Regions from separate parts of the Callithrix jacchus genome. Here region 2 is linked to region 1. A link is a contact called in public Hi-C data. All regions are on one chromosome and are shown on one strand. The core of a region is the stretch at or near the end of the contact, and the rest is flanking DNA. Distances in the headings are between cores, read along the strand shown.

Region 1 (7,564 bases), core at 1,860-4,359:
TGCTTAAAATCATCATCATTTTATTATTGCCATGGTTTCTGAGGGTCTGGAATTCAGGAAGGGCTTGGCTGGGTAGTTCTGGCTTAGAGTCTCAAATATGGTTGCAGCCAGATGGTAACTGGAGCTGGAACAAAAGATCGAGTGTGGGGTGGCGAGCGGGAAGGCCTGGCTGGCACAGCTGGAGACTGGTAGGGTGTCTCTCTCTCTCTCCATGTAGCTTCAGGGCTTTGCCACCTGATCTGCTTGCATGGGCTAGTTTGGGTTTCCTCATAACATGGTGGCCTCAGAATAGTCTCACTGCTTATATGGCAGCTCAGTACTCCAGCAAGAATGTACCAGGCAGCAAGGTGGAAATTGCATTATCTTTTTCTTCCCAAATTATCCTCAGAAGTAATGCAGTATTATTTCTGCTGCATTCTATTGCCACAAAACAAGTCACGGCAAGACTCAGGGGCTTAAAATCATCATCATTTTATTATTGCCATGGTTTCTGAGGGTCTGGAACAAACCCACCCAGACTCAAGGGGAAGGCATTCAACTTTTCCTCTTGATAAGGGGGTGACTAGGAGAATGTCTGGGATGGGTAATGCTATGGTGGCTATGTTTAGAAAAACACAATCTGCCCCGCAGCCTGAGGTTAGCAATGCACTACAAATGTCATGTGGGGGAAAGCCATTGCCATTCTCATTTTTCACTTGTATAAACCAAGACAAAGCATTTCTAAGCTGCTTGTGGTCACACAGAGGCAGGAAACAAACTATCACATGTGTTACTTTGACTTATATGCAACTTTAATGATGAATATAATGTATGAAAATTACTTTCCAACTATAAAATACATCATCATTTATTGTAGTCGTCCATTGCAATTTGGAAACATCTCTGAAAAGTCTATCTCTGAAAGTCTGACATATTGCCAGGGAGAATGAAGTTCTCCTTGGAAAGTTTAATCCACTCAATCCGATTTTCCCTGGGAAAGTATTTGGGTATTTCTTACAGTCTCATACAATAGAGAACTTGGCAAGTAAAAATGATGACCAACATTGGCCTTTCACGACGTTTCCTATTGAAATAGCCAGGACCACGTATGGATAAGAAATACTTGCCTTAGGCTGAGGTTTAGAAAACAGACCTGTGGATGGGAAAAGGCAACAGAGAAAACGTGCTAAGTTACTGATCCATCCACTCACTGAAAGGACGTCCCTCCCGGCAGCGCAAGCATCTGCAAACTGAGTGTCTCCATTTCTTTTCTTTTTTTTTTTTTTTTTTGAGACGGAGTTTCGCTCTTGTCACCCAGGCTGGAGTGCAATGGCATGATCTCGGCTCACCGCAACCTCCGCCTCCTGGGTTCAGGCAATTCTCCTGCCTCAGCCTCCTGAGTAGCTGGGATTACAAGCACGCACCACCATGCCCAGCTAATTTTTTGTATTTTTAGTAGAGACGGGGTTTCACCATGTTGACCAGGATGGTCTCGATCTCTTGACCTTGTGATCCACCCGCCTCGGCCTCCCAAAGTGCTGGGATTACAGGCGTGAGCCACCGCGTCCGGCCGTGTCTCCATTTCTTTTCCGGAGTTCAGTCAATTCTCATTTCACATCTTCCTGGCTTTTGCCCATTTTGGTTCTGATTTTTTTGATTAAAGGTTAGATTTTTTAACATATGAAAATTCTTATGTTAGGACATTTAATTAGTGTTGGAACGCCATTACAAAACACACTTTTGCCGTGTGTGTGTATGTGTGTGTGTGTGTGTAGAGGAGTGAGAACATTCACTAGCTGAAATGCTTAGATTCGCAAACTTGTTTCTTCTGATTTCAGCTTTGCTTGCACGTTGTCTGCCACTTTCTGCCCCTTTGGCATCTATTTTCCGGGTCGTGGGTGAGAGTTGATGTAGACAGTGTGTGGGTGACTGACTAGGTTTCTTGATTCGGACGCGCCCTCTACCGTTGACAGAGTGAAGTGCAATTTCAGTATTGTGCTTCCTCTGGAAGAGGGGGAGCATGTGGTTTTCTTTGATCTCCGAAGGACCCTTAATTTTATCCTTTTTGCATTCTTTCTAGATATCACCAAATCTCCAAGGGGCAGTGCCCTTCCTAGCTTCCCTCGTCTCTCCCAGTGACCTCGCCTTTCCTCTGGCTGTTGCCTCCAGTCTCACGCCGTCTGGTATTCCCACTCAGGATGGGGCCACCTTTCTGGGGGCTGATGTGATCTGGGCTGCATCGCCCGGGGCTCTGCACACTCCTGCCCGTCTCCACTTGCCCTCTGTGGTCTCTGCCCAACGCTCAGGGGCGGGTCCAGAGCCTGCCTGGCTGGGCCCGGGTGCTTCTCTTACTGCTTACAGGAAATTCGAAGTCTGTAGAATTTTGTCTCTTAGTGATCCTGAGGGCTTGTGTAAACAATGGTTTTATTCGCTCTATTTGTTGACTTGGGTAAATTTTTTTTAAGTTAAGGGAAGAGATTTGGATGTAGGTAACCACCATTATTCTACTGAAACTCAGAGTTCTCTGTGCTTTTAAATAGCTAAAGTATCCATTTACCCAAATCTATTTGGTCTTCACGATACAAGCATTTCTTAGCACAACAGTATATATAGCTTTTTAAACAAGGAACTCTTTGTAATAACTAACATGCATTCACACACACACACACACACACACACACACAATTGTTTAAATTCCTTTCTGACCACTATAGCATACTCAAAGCTAAAATTCTGAAATATCATCAGCCATCACCAAAACAAGCAAACTTCCTGTCTCAACTACATCCCAGAGAGCACGGCGCCCTTGATAGCATCTGCTGTCCTGAATGAAACCACAGGTTGCAGGAGTTACTGGCAAAGCCACATCTGATTTTCAAGTTGCCTTGGGATAGGAGGTAATTTGCTAATTTCAAGCAGCGTCCTCCAGTGCCATACGCCAGCCCTCCTCAGACACGCTGTGTCTGCCAGCGTCTCACTGGGCTAACCTGGCCTCCACCCTGCAGTAGACACTGCAGGTGCCACTTGCGACCCCTCTTCCACTGCTGCCTGCTGGACTCCATCCACACTGCCAGCATCCTCGTCTCCTTGCCTGAAGATTCCTCTGGCTCTTGGAATGAGCTTTTCCCAGGGAGAGGCCTGAAGTGCTGGGAATCAGTCCCCAGACCTCCAGAGCCCTCAACCTACAACTGATGAGAGCCGAGTGTGAACACCTGCTCTGCACCTCCCACACTTCCATCCCAGGCGGGACAGTCAGCTCCCTGGCAGGAGTCAGCTCTAGCTGTCCACAGGGAAATGATTGACAACACACTTCATATTGGCCATGCTGATCTCAAACTCCTGGCCTCAGGTGATTCACCTACCTCAGCCTCCCAAAGTGCTGAGATTACAGATGTGAGCCACCACGGCTGGCTAACATTTTAAAATACCTATCTCATGCCTGGCATCGGATTAGGTGCTAGGCAAATGGCAAGGAACATATAGGCTTGATCTGGAGCTTTCCTTCAAGAGTTTTAGTGGGAAAGACAAACCAATTTAGTGTGATCAATCCACTGAATAGTTCATAAATAATTCTCCATTCAACTTTGTCTGTTATGGGCCTGCAAATCCTGCTCATGTGCAAGCAGATAAGGAAGGGTTAATCATCTGGACAGTAACACCTCAAACAATTAAACAGATTTTTAAATTAGGGTTTAACTTAAAATATAAAGCCAAATTACACTACCTTAGTAACCTATCATGGGAAATGGAACCGTTCTTCGATGACGCATAGTCACCAATAACCTTCAGTACGTATGTTTTAGGTTGTGTATCCCTAGCCGTAGGAGGCACGATAATTGCAAGCACAGAGTTAATGAAGATTGGCCACAGATGAATACCTGGAAGTACTTTTCTTGAAAAAAAAACAAAAAACAAAAAATCGTGTATCATCTTCCTTCGAAGCTCTTTGCCTCACTCATAAAAAGCTTGGTAACTCCGCCTCGCACTGTGGCTCATGCCTGTAATCTCAGCACTTTGGGAGGCCAACACGGGTAGATCACTTGAGGTTAGGAGTTCGAGACCAGCCTGGTCAACATGATGAAACCCCGTCTCTACTAAAAATACAAAAATTAGCCAGCTGTGGTGCTGGGTGCCTATAATTCCAGCTCCTCCAGAGGCTGAGGCAGGAGAATCACTCGAACCCAGGAGGTGGAGGTTGCAGTGAGCAGAAAGATTGTGCCACTTGGTAAAGGGTATACAGATATCAGATTTCCTGGATGATCTAACAGATCTCCAAAGCCAGGACACTAGGAGTTTTCCTAAATTCCAGGAAGTCACCTGTCACAAAGTCATTATTGATGTTCTCTTTCTTGGCAATAATAAGCGATTTTACACAGCAGGTAGCCACTGCCACACGCTGAGCGTCTGTCCACATACCTTCCACGTCCCAGCCATTCTTGCATTGGAGAGGGTCTATGTGACTGGGTTTGGGCCAGTAAAATACGGGTGGAAGTGACATATGCCAGCCTCTGACATGGCATTTAAAGTGACTTCACAGAAAGCCTTCTGTCCTTTCCTGAGATAGCCTTGTAAACTATATGTTCCGGATGACATGATACAAGATGAAAACAGCATGGATTCCTGCATTATCACCTGGACAAGAGCCACCCAACCCAGATCATGTAGTGGACACGGGTTGAGTGGCTCTTCTTTACAAGCCCCTGAAAGTCTGGGGTGTGTTAGCCTGTCCTAACAAGTACAACCATCTGGCCAGCTGCAACCACCCTTTCATCTCTCCATTACTAGGAGAACTGAAATAAAATGAACTCCCTTCCTGTTCTTCAAGACCTCTATTATTGACCTTGCCGCATGGAAAGACACAAGCAAATGCTGAGTGCACACCCCACGCCAAGTAATGTAAGTGTATCTGGCACAGATCCTTCAATCTTCTCCTTGGAACTGGGTGCTGTTCTTATTTTCATTTCACATATGAAGAAACCAAGGCTCAGAGAGGTTGATTAGTTTGCCCAGAGATCCACAGCTTGTAAGTGGAGTCACAAGGGTTTTGACAGAGGCTGTCTAGCTGCAGAACACGTGTTTTTATCCACCACACTGTCCCACCTCTCCATCTGGCCTTTCCTCTCAGCACCAGTCCTATTCTTGAGCACTGGGCATTTCCACTAACACTGTTGGCTGCTGGGTGGACTCATGGCGAGACCCCTGATTCCTGCTTGGCTCACTCTACATTAACAGAAGCTCATGACACCCAGAGCTCAGTGGGAAGCAGGGCATGTGACATCTGAACAGAGAATGGGACACCCTGGTCCCTTGTGATTCTATTTTTAAAGAGGCACTGCTTCTTGAAAACATATCAATTCATGACCACTATCAGTAGCTGTCTTCACAAACAACCCTGGGTCACCATTATTGCCTTGCTGTTTTGATGGTTTACTTTTAACTGAAATCTAGGCATATGCAACCTTAAAATTACATAGGTGCCTTCCTGGTAAGTGACATTTCTCAAGGAATATCTTCCACATTAACAATTCATGCTCTGAATCACATTACACTCTGGCCCAAGAGCTGAGTGGATGAAGCCTTGGTGTTTTGTAAGTTTGTTTCTGTATTTTTCTGAATGGTTCAAATTATATACGATGAGTAGATACTATCTTTATAATCAGAAATAAAAGCTATTATCTGTTAGTGAAGTGCTAGCAGAAAGGAAATGATTCAACTATTACAGAAGCCATAGCACCGCTTCTTTAGGGCAAACACTCCGACCTCCAGAAATAGGCTGGTTTCGCTATGTTCAAGCAAACCAGAGATTTCATGGATTCTTTCCCTGGAGGCACAAAACATGCTGGTACCAATAAAAACCACATCTAACTCTCTGTAAACAATAAAGGGCATATTTTCGAAAGCAGTGGCATGACTAGATGGTCTAACCACTGAAAGTCTTATTTTAGAAAATCTCCAAGTGTTCAAGTAAGAAAAATATTAATACGTGTTTTTCCAGTGCTTGGGTCTGGGGACACTTATCTCAGGCTGTCTGCTTGCTACAATTTGACAAGCATGGCCAGAAAGGATCAGTTTTTCATCCTGGGAGCCAACATGGATCCTGGACTTTGGACACATTTCTCTTCAAATCCCAGCTTCCACATCATCTCATCCTGGGATCCTGAGCAAGTTAGTTATGTCCCGCTGAGGACATAACTAGTGACCCACGCCCTGAGGACCCTACTGTAAGAATGACTGCGATGATCTCTCTGGCACACCCAGCCCAGGGCCTGGCCCAGAGAAGTGTACTTAGCTCAGCACCTGCTACATGGTAAAAGTCAATACATATGAATGATATTGTTAATAATTCGGAGGATTATTTTTTATCTGTGCTTTGAATGCCTGCTATCAATTTGACACACAGGATTCAGCATTTGCTATGTAAAATGGCTGGAGTTAGGCAAGAATGGAACCAGAAATCAAACACCCTCCAATCCTCTCACTGGGATACCTTTCTGAGCTGGACCTAGAATAGCAAAGAATACGGCTCAGTCTCCTTTTTACAGCTTTGTGATGACCCAAGAGGATGAATCCTCCTATCACTACCATTCTTGCTCTCACTGGATCACTCACATGGCCTTATTTTCTCTTTTAAGTTACTTATAATTTCCTTATGGACATTTCTGCCTTTTGACTTAGTGCTGTTCTCAGTGCAAACTCTACTGTGTATCAGGACCCAGATGCTCTGATGCTGGTTTTTGGCTGTGAGGGAATGGTGAAGGGGAACCCCAGGTGTCGTAACAGTTGGGAGGCCAGGAATACAGTCCCAGACACTAACAAGGCCACTTAGGTGGCGTCTCTGGGCCTCAGTTCCTTCTTTGTACCCCACAAGGCCCTCTGAAGTCCCAGAAGTTCCCTAACTTCGGAATAGATGTCCTTTCTCGTAATGCCCCCAGCCCACTGCCCCATTGCTTGGTGTGGCTCAATTCCCGGCCCCAAAGAAGCTTGGGGTTTTCCCTGCCCAGCGTCTGCTCCAAGCTAAGAATCAGCCCATGTTTGGGGAGTGTCATGGGAAGTCTATGCTGGTCTTTGCAGTCAGCACTTCTGGTTTCAAATCCTGGCGCTCGCACTACTTATTAGGTTTGTGACTTGGGACCAGTTCATTTGACTTCCCAGAGCTTTTGCTTATCCATCTGTAAAGTGGGGATCAATGCACTCACCCCACACAATTGTGTGAAAACCCTAAATAAAGTAAAGTTCCCACCACAGTGCTTCACACACAGCTAACAGTCCCAGAATAATACACGCTCTAAGTCCAAGGACTTGGGCACGTAATTTGGCATTTCTAGTATTTAGAGTCTCCATCTATAAAATTGGATGATATGATTCTGTGATTTTTAGGGTCTTTTGTTATCTCAAATTCTGAAGTCTTTGTAAATGCTGATGCAACTGGCATTCGTCATCTTGTCTGAACCCTTACCACTCTATTTCTTTTGCAGCACCTGGCAGGGAGCCCTATGCTTGTAGGCAATTTACAAACGCCGGAGGCAATGCCCTCTGCATTTCTAAGTTACCTCTTCTGTATCCCGGGACTTGATTTTTCCTTCCC
Region 2 (7,564 bases), core at 2,839-5,338, 220 kb before region 1:
TGTTTCCTGATGAAACAAAATCTCCAATGCCTGTGCCAAGCGCTTCCTCCTCCTTTTTGACTTGCCTGCTTGTTTTGGCAGAAATCCTGCCTTCATGCAATTTGGTTTTCTTAAGGACAGCAAAACTTGGGCCAAATATCCCATGCCTATATAAATGTAAAGAAAACAGAGCAGTGTAACAAGGCCAGAGGGTGGTTTGAGATATCCCTTTCCTGACAAATAATTGAACACGGTGGGGAACTTTGAGCTGGGATGCACTGGGTTAGCCAGCTCTGCAATCTTGGGGGACAAAGGAAGCAAAGGGTGGCCAGCCGCGCACCTGGAAGTCGTCCACAGAGGGGATGGTCCGGTTGGTGGTTCTCCGTTTGTGCCACTGCCTCAGGGTGTCTCTGGTCTCCGAGCTGAGTAGTCGTGCTGCTTGTTCTTCTTGGAAATTCTTTATCAGAGAAAGTGCTCCGTATGCGCTTGTCAAGTAATAGCCTCCTGAAAAGAGCAGAAAGAGTGGGTCCTCCCAATGCCAGCCTCTGCTCTCGGGTTTTTAAAAGGGGATGCCAGCATTAGAGGGCATGTTTTGTGTTTTTAGTATTTCTCCTACGTACATTTCCTTGTGGGGTCACAGAAGCACATGTCCAAGAGCACAACATTCACTCCTCCACCTGGCCCTTCACACAGCCATCCCACAGAGATTTATGGAGCCACCCAGGCCTGGGAGGGGCCAGGAAAGCACAGACAAGCCAGCCTCACAAGGTTCCTGTTGTCACTGATGGGATTTCCATTCTAGTGCGTGAGACTGACCGAGCCTCTAAAGTGTTTGTTCGTTCGTTTGTTTTGTTTTGTTTTTGAGAGGGAGTCTTGCTTTTTGCTTTGTCATCCAGGCTGGAGTGCAGTGGCACAATCTCAGCTCACTGCAACCTCCGCCTCCCAAGTTCAAGCGATACTCCCCGGAGTAGCTGGGATTACAGGCATGAGCCACCACCCCTGGCTAATTTTTGTATTTTTAGTAGAGTCAGGGTTTCACCATATTGGTCAGGCTGGTCTCAAACCATGGCCTCAACTGATCTACCCATCCCAGCCTCTCAAAGTGCTGGGATTACAGGCATGAGCCACCTTGCTTGGCCAGAATTATTAAAGTGCAATTGTAAAAAATGTTTGCCAGGCATAGTTGGGGTATTAAGGCCTGATAGGGAGGTGGGGAGAAAGTCAGGCTTGGGAGACGATCCAATGCCAGAATCACCTCCATCAGTCCATAGACTCCTGGCAACACCCGCCCTTGGCTTTCTCTTTTAGAAATTGATATTTTCTATTTCTTATAAACAATAATTTTGTTGGCCGGGCGTGGTGGCTTACACCTGTAATCCCAACACTGTGAGAGACCAAGGTGGGCAAATCACGAGGTCAGGAGTTTGAGCCAGCCTGGCCAACATACAGGTCTGGTCTCTACTAAAAATACAAAAATCAGCTGGGTGTGGTGGCGGGCGCCTGTAATCCCAGCTACCTGGGAGGCTGAGGCAGGAGAATCGCTTGAACCTGAGAGATGGAGGTTGCAATGAGCCCAGATCTAGCCATTGCACTCCAGCCTGGCGACGGAGTGAGATTACGTCTCAAACAACAACGACAACAAAAATTAAATGGATATTTTCTGAATTTTAAGTAAATTATACACTTTGAAAGAACTGTTCGCAAAAATGTGAACACTTCAAAAATAATTTCTCTCCCCTGATTCCCTTTCTTACCCCTTACTAACATAACATCTGGCATCTAGGATAAAATAATTTACAGGAAAATGATGTTCCTGTGATGCTGCTCTAGGAACAATCTCTTACGTTCTTGAGGAGTGTAAAAGGGCTAACGGCACTGTGAGATGTGTATCTATTCGTTCGTATGAATAATCGTGTTCTGTCCTAACATAATTAGGTGCCTGGGGAGGAACTTATGGTCTCCGTGCTGAACAACCACTAGGTGTCGCCCTGAATGTTGATTAAAAATTCCCTAATTGGGCACAGCACATTTTAGATTTACAGACATTCTTGGTCAGAATACCCATCGAATCTCTACTGTGAGCCACAGCAAGCTACAGAGGAGAAACAGGTTTGTAAGAAGTAGAATCTGAGTCCCCACTCTCCAGAAGTTTATGAATGTGTCTTTTTCTTAAAAAAAACACTGGCAATATATTCCTTCAGGGACCATAAGTCAGTCTGGTGAAATGAGTTTTGTGCAGAAGTGTCACTGTTAACTGTTTATGTGAGACCCCATGGAAGCCTCTCTCTGGTCAACAAGTAGCAACATGCAAGATGGCAACTGTCCCCTTCATGTGGATCAGGAGCCGCACACCCTGCAAACCTGCGCGGGCTGTGAACTCGAGAAAGAAGAGCACCCTTGTTTTAAGGTTGCGGATGAAGACTTGAGGTTATTTTTTCCTGCAGCATAATCTGGGTCATCCTGAGCCATGCACTTTCCATCATCACATGTCAAGCTTTTTGCTTACAGAGTGATCTGAAGGGTTTTCCAGACCTTGCCACCTACAGTATAATTCTCCCAGTTAAGAGTTTTGAATTCTTGATCTTTATTTTTTTGAGACAGTTTTGCTCTTGTTGCCCAGGATGGCATGATCCCGGCTCACAACAACCGCTGCCTCCAGGGTTCAAGCGATTCTCCTGCCTCAGCCTCCTGAGTAGCGGGGACTACAAGCATGCGCCACCATGTCCCGCTAATTTTGTATTTTTAGTAGAGACAGAGTTTCTCCATGTTGGTCAGGCTGGTTTCGAACTCTCAACCTCAGGTGATCTGCCTGCCTTGGCCCCTCAAAGTGCTGGGATTACAGGTGTGAGCCACCGTGGCTGGCCTGAGTTGTTGAGCTTTACTAAATATTTGCCCCACAAACAAATCAGCATGTGACCGTATGTGAAACTCCGTAACTCAGAATACAGATGCTACACAGAGAATTTCAGGAGAAATCAATATGAACACATTCAGGAAAGGCCGTGTGGAGGGGTCAAGATTTGAGCAACAAGACTTGGAAGACTGTTAGAATCTTTGTAGGGGTGGAGGGGGGCTCCCTTGGACTTCAGATTTTAGACTCCCTAGCTTTCATCTGTTCAGGACACTAAGGAGAAAACTCAAAATGCTGGAAACACAAAATTGACCACACTTTGAAGCATGTGGTTGCAATTAGAGAAGGTTTTAAATTTCAGCAAAACTTTAGCCCTACCGCAAGAGCTGTGCACTTCTAAGGGATTCTGTGACGCCTTTTTGGTAAATGAGAATACCTGCTTAAACAGCAGAAAAGAGACGTGGCTGCTACCCCACAAACCAAAGAGGGCTTTGGGCAGGCATGGAAAAGTCCCATCTGTATTGCTGCCGCTGCTCAGTAGCCTCTTCCTCCCAGGATGCATAGCTTCAGTTCGATGCTGTGCAGGCCTGGTCTGTGGTCACAGCCAACCCGACTAGGCCGCCTGATCTCCCAAGGAAGGAAGCCAAGAAGTCCCAGACATGGTAAAGTGGAAGCAGGCTCTAGTTAAAGTGCGAGCTCACCAGCCGCTTTGTGTCCTCACTAGCCGCGCTTGTCTTTCTTGTGGAATTTGTGGGGAGATGACAGCCACCTATCCAACAGTTATCAACACTGGACCTTGCCCAGGGCCCATGTGGGAAAGGGGCAGGAAGTCTCTATCCTTGGGCCACAAGTTATAAGCAAATGTTTGTCCTGAGTGCACACTGTCAGCAACGGAATCGTGACTTTCTAAGTGAAACTGGCATGTCTTTTTCCCCAAAGCCCTAAGAGCTCTATATACTTGTTACTAGAATTAAACATGATTGAAGCTTGAAAAAGAATAACCAAACCTCAAACTGTATTAGTAGCAAATATTCCAGTGGAAGGAAGGAAAGCATGCCATGTTAGACTAACAGGCTTCTCTCAGTCCCTGGGCAAAACCACATGTTTGGCCTTGTCCTGTCTAATCCCAGGGCAGAGAAGGCAAGAAAAGCCTCGAGGCTCATCCAGAAGTGTCTGGTTCCAGGGTCAGGAATATTAATGAGGAGAGAGAAGAGGCTAAAGGGTGAAAGCATGAAAGAGGCCCATTCATACCTGCCTGGGGTTAGGGCCGGGAGGAGAGAGATTCATCCCTCATCCTGAGTCAGCACTACCTAGGCCACGTGGGAAGGGCATATTCAGAGCTCCAGGGAGGGCGGTTCCTTGGACAGGAAAACCAAGGCCTGGGGAATTCACATTACAGGACTGGGGAGACTAAGGGGCACATTCTGGGGGTGATAAAAATGCATTTCATTCCCTCCAGGGAAAATGCTGAGGTGACACATTCTTTAGGGAATCCTGTCCGAGATGGACTTTTCCACTCAAGCCCAGACTGAAATTCACCGGAGGAAAGAATACATAAAAATCCCCTCCAGGGCCTTTCTGGGCTTTTATCTGGATATATAAAAATGGATTAAGAGGCTTCACGGTGCACAGGCCTTGATTTGTTCTCCTTTAAAAAGACAAGCTCACATAGAGCCCCAGTTATTTCTGCTTTTCAAGGCTGTGCACTACTGTGCCACACATTCTAGTCATTGCCATGGTCAAATACCTAAGCCGTGTGGAAGCAGAAGGAGTTTCTGCTAAGACACGTTGGGGTTAGGCAGACACAAGAAGAGGGACCCGAACTGCCAAGATAAATTGAAAGCAAACGGCACGGACTCCACAGCCCTGTATTTTTATTGTAAAAATGGGCAGATACTTTAAAAAAAAAACCTGGAGAGAAGTTAATACTGTTTTCATCTTGAAGATGAAATTTTAAAAAATGAAAACAAAGGCAAACTTTTATCCATTTCACTAACATAAGAGCAGGTTATTTTTCTGGCAATGGAAGTATTCTCAACAAAAGTTTATAATTTCCTCTTGTAATCAAAGAAACCATTTCTTAAAAAAATGGCATTTATTCTACTGAACATATTTTTTTTATTGCCATTAAGCAATCTTAGTGAAGTAGAGTTAAGACAGGGTTATATTTTTTCTTTTTTTTCCAGACTTTTCCAAATTTTCTACCGTGAGTGTGTATTACCACTTTTGTAATCAGAAAAAGGTTAGTACATTCTTTTAATAATAATTAAAAAAAGCAGTTAACTCTTAAGATGTCAAAAAAGCACCCAAGTAACTGCTTAATGGGTGCAGAGTTTTATTTTAGGCTGAAGACAACAGTCTGAAGCTAAATAAAGGGGGAGAATGCATGACATTGTGAATATACCAAATGCCACTGTAAAATGATAATGTTCTGTGACATGAATTTCATCTCAATTACAAAAAAAAATGAAAAAATATCACCCAGCTCCTTCAACTTTCCTCAAAACTAGTTACCTTCTCCATGTAACAGCGATGGGTCCAGGAGCTCCATCATGTACTCAATTTCAGTGTCCAGTTCAAGCATGTCACACTGAGCTATGACATACGTCAGGACTGGCAAGAAGTCGTCAGCGCCATACATCCTCCCTGAGAGCAGGAACCAACAACGAGAAGGAATATTTTTACCAACTTTTCTTTCTTTCATATCCTACTTGCTGCTTTTATTAGAAACCAAGGAGTCACTCTGGGGAACTGTGTTATTTATAAACAGAGGTGGGTGTTTCTGGAATCCTGTGTAGCCTGTGACCCTCCCAGCTGCTAATGTTAGAGACCGGCCCTTAAAGTTTCAGAAGGAATGTCTATGAATCAATGAACACATTACAGATTTTCTCCCTAGTTTTATAATTTGTATAAAATTAGGTGATAGAACAGAATAGTCTTTAAAATATTTTAACTTTTAGCAAACATTATAAAACACTTATAAAATATTTACTTATGCTAATTCTTTGTGTTTTATTTCCTATTGCTTGCTGTGCACATTATTCACAAACATAATGACAAGACCAAACTCAAACCAGGAATAAGCAAACTTTGCTCTGTATTCAATGTGAGCACACAGTTAATTTTTTTTTTTTTTTTGAGACGGAGTTTCACTCTCGTTACCCAGGCTGGAGTGCAATGGTGCGATCTCGGCTCACCGCAATCTCCGCCTCCTGGGTTCAGGCAATTCTCCTGCCTCAGCCTCCTGAGTAGCTGGGATTACAGGCATGCGCCACCGTGCCCAGCTAATGTTTGTATTTTTAGTAGAGACGGGGTTTCACCATGTTGACCAGAATGGTCTCAATCTCTTGACCTCGTGATCCACCCGCCTCGGCCTCCCAAAGTGCTGGGATTACAGGCTTGAGCCACCGTGCCCGGCTCATTTCTTTAAATATGCGAGTTCGGAGTATGCTAAAGATATACATTGATTAATGGAAACATTGGGGAAAATGTTAGCCTTTACTTCTAGTTTTCTTTACATCACTGGTTCTCAACTGGAGATGATTTTGTCCCCCAGGGGACATTTGGCACTGTCTGGAGACATTTTTCATCGACATAACTGGAGGGTGGGGGTGCAGATGACATCTGGGATGCTGTTAAGCTTCCTCCAGGAAGCCCCCACAACAAAGAAGCATCCTGTCTGTATTAATGTCGAGAAACTGCTTCAGTGGAACATAATCCCGTGCAGATATTATTTGGGGAATTTTTTAGAAATGACTGTGAACTATAGAAAATATGTTTCCTATATGTGAAATATGCTTGCAGACTTACAAGGCGATGTTCACATCCTATCATTACCAGGCCCAGGAGCTCATATTTTAATGTCTTCACTCAACAATTCCCAAAGTGCACACACATTCCTGTCTACTCAAGCAGTGGTTAATAGTGCCTATGTTTTCTCTCTGCTGCTTCTCCATTAAGCGGTTTCACTCAGAAGAAAAGTTTGTAACCGTCCTCGGAATTACAATAAGCTTACTGAAGACCTGGGACAATGCAGGGCTCCATCACTATCCATGATTCATGCCTACTCCTACATCTACAGGAAGCAGCAAGGGTAAATCCGAGGGCTGGCTTTCCAAGTTTGTAACTCTTTGGTGAATTTCAATTATATTGCTTCAGCTTGTAGCAAAGAAGTGCGAGCCAATGAAATGGCTCTAATGAGGCCTCATTAGGACTGAATACTCTGAGTTTCTTTCACATACTATAGGTCATTGAAACAAACCTCCATTGGACAAAACGTTGTAATGATAATTGCTGATGTTTCCATTGCACTCGGGGCTATGTGTGTGCTGTCTCGGCTAATCCCCACCTTATGAAAGAAAGGGTCACATCCGGCTCCAGACACAGAAAACTGCAGTGTGCACGGTGGATTAAGGGGGCCAAAGTCCCTCAGTTAATTTTCTTCTTCTCGGAGGAAAAATTTGAGCTCAGACTCCAGAGACTGAATTTGTAACCATACCCTGAACTAAATCTTTAATTAAATTGGCCTGGTTCAAAAATCTTGCTGCCCTCATCTGCTTACATTTTAATCCATTGCATGTGACTAATTTGTCAGATATCAGAGAATCCCTTATAAATTTGTAAGCCACTTGGCGAAATCAACAGACCAAAGGGAGGGGAAATTGGGAATCAGAAAGCCTGACAGGAGACAGGTCTGTTCCTGGCCCGGGAGGGAAGCGGCACGGATCCTGGGCT

Evidence for each region. Hi-C and Micro-C count contacts between places; a contact is called where the count stands out from the background.
Region 2: a Hi-C map of skeletal muscle shows a contact between it and region 1, with 5 times the contacts expected there. The contact joins two enhancer-like sites. A contact is called at or near these places in 2 of 3 Hi-C or Micro-C datasets (both in skeletal muscle).

Annotation. Positions count from the first base shown.
Region 1 is chr5:26,728,041-26,735,604 of calJac240_pri, reverse strand. All of the region lies in intron 1 of RIN2 (Ras and Rab interactor 2), which reads right to left. Among named protein-coding and RNA genes, the nearest start is that of RIN2, 22 kb to the right of the region's middle. Within about 2 kb of position 3,109, at least 1 of the 16 cell types and tissues checked has an H3K27ac peak or open chromatin away from gene starts, as enhancers often do. A contact at or near this core is called in skeletal muscle, where this site is marked.
Region 2 is chr5:26,949,450-26,957,013 of calJac240_pri, reverse strand. It overlaps RIN2 (Ras and Rab interactor 2), which reads right to left. Exons shown (of 13, transcript XM_078371480.1): 11 at 5,345-5,476; 12 at 320-483. Among named protein-coding and RNA genes, the nearest start is that of NAA20, 51 kb to the left of the region's middle. Within about 2 kb of position 4,088, at least 6 of the 16 cell types and tissues checked have an H3K27ac peak or open chromatin away from gene starts, as enhancers often do. A contact at or near this core is called in skeletal muscle, where this site is marked.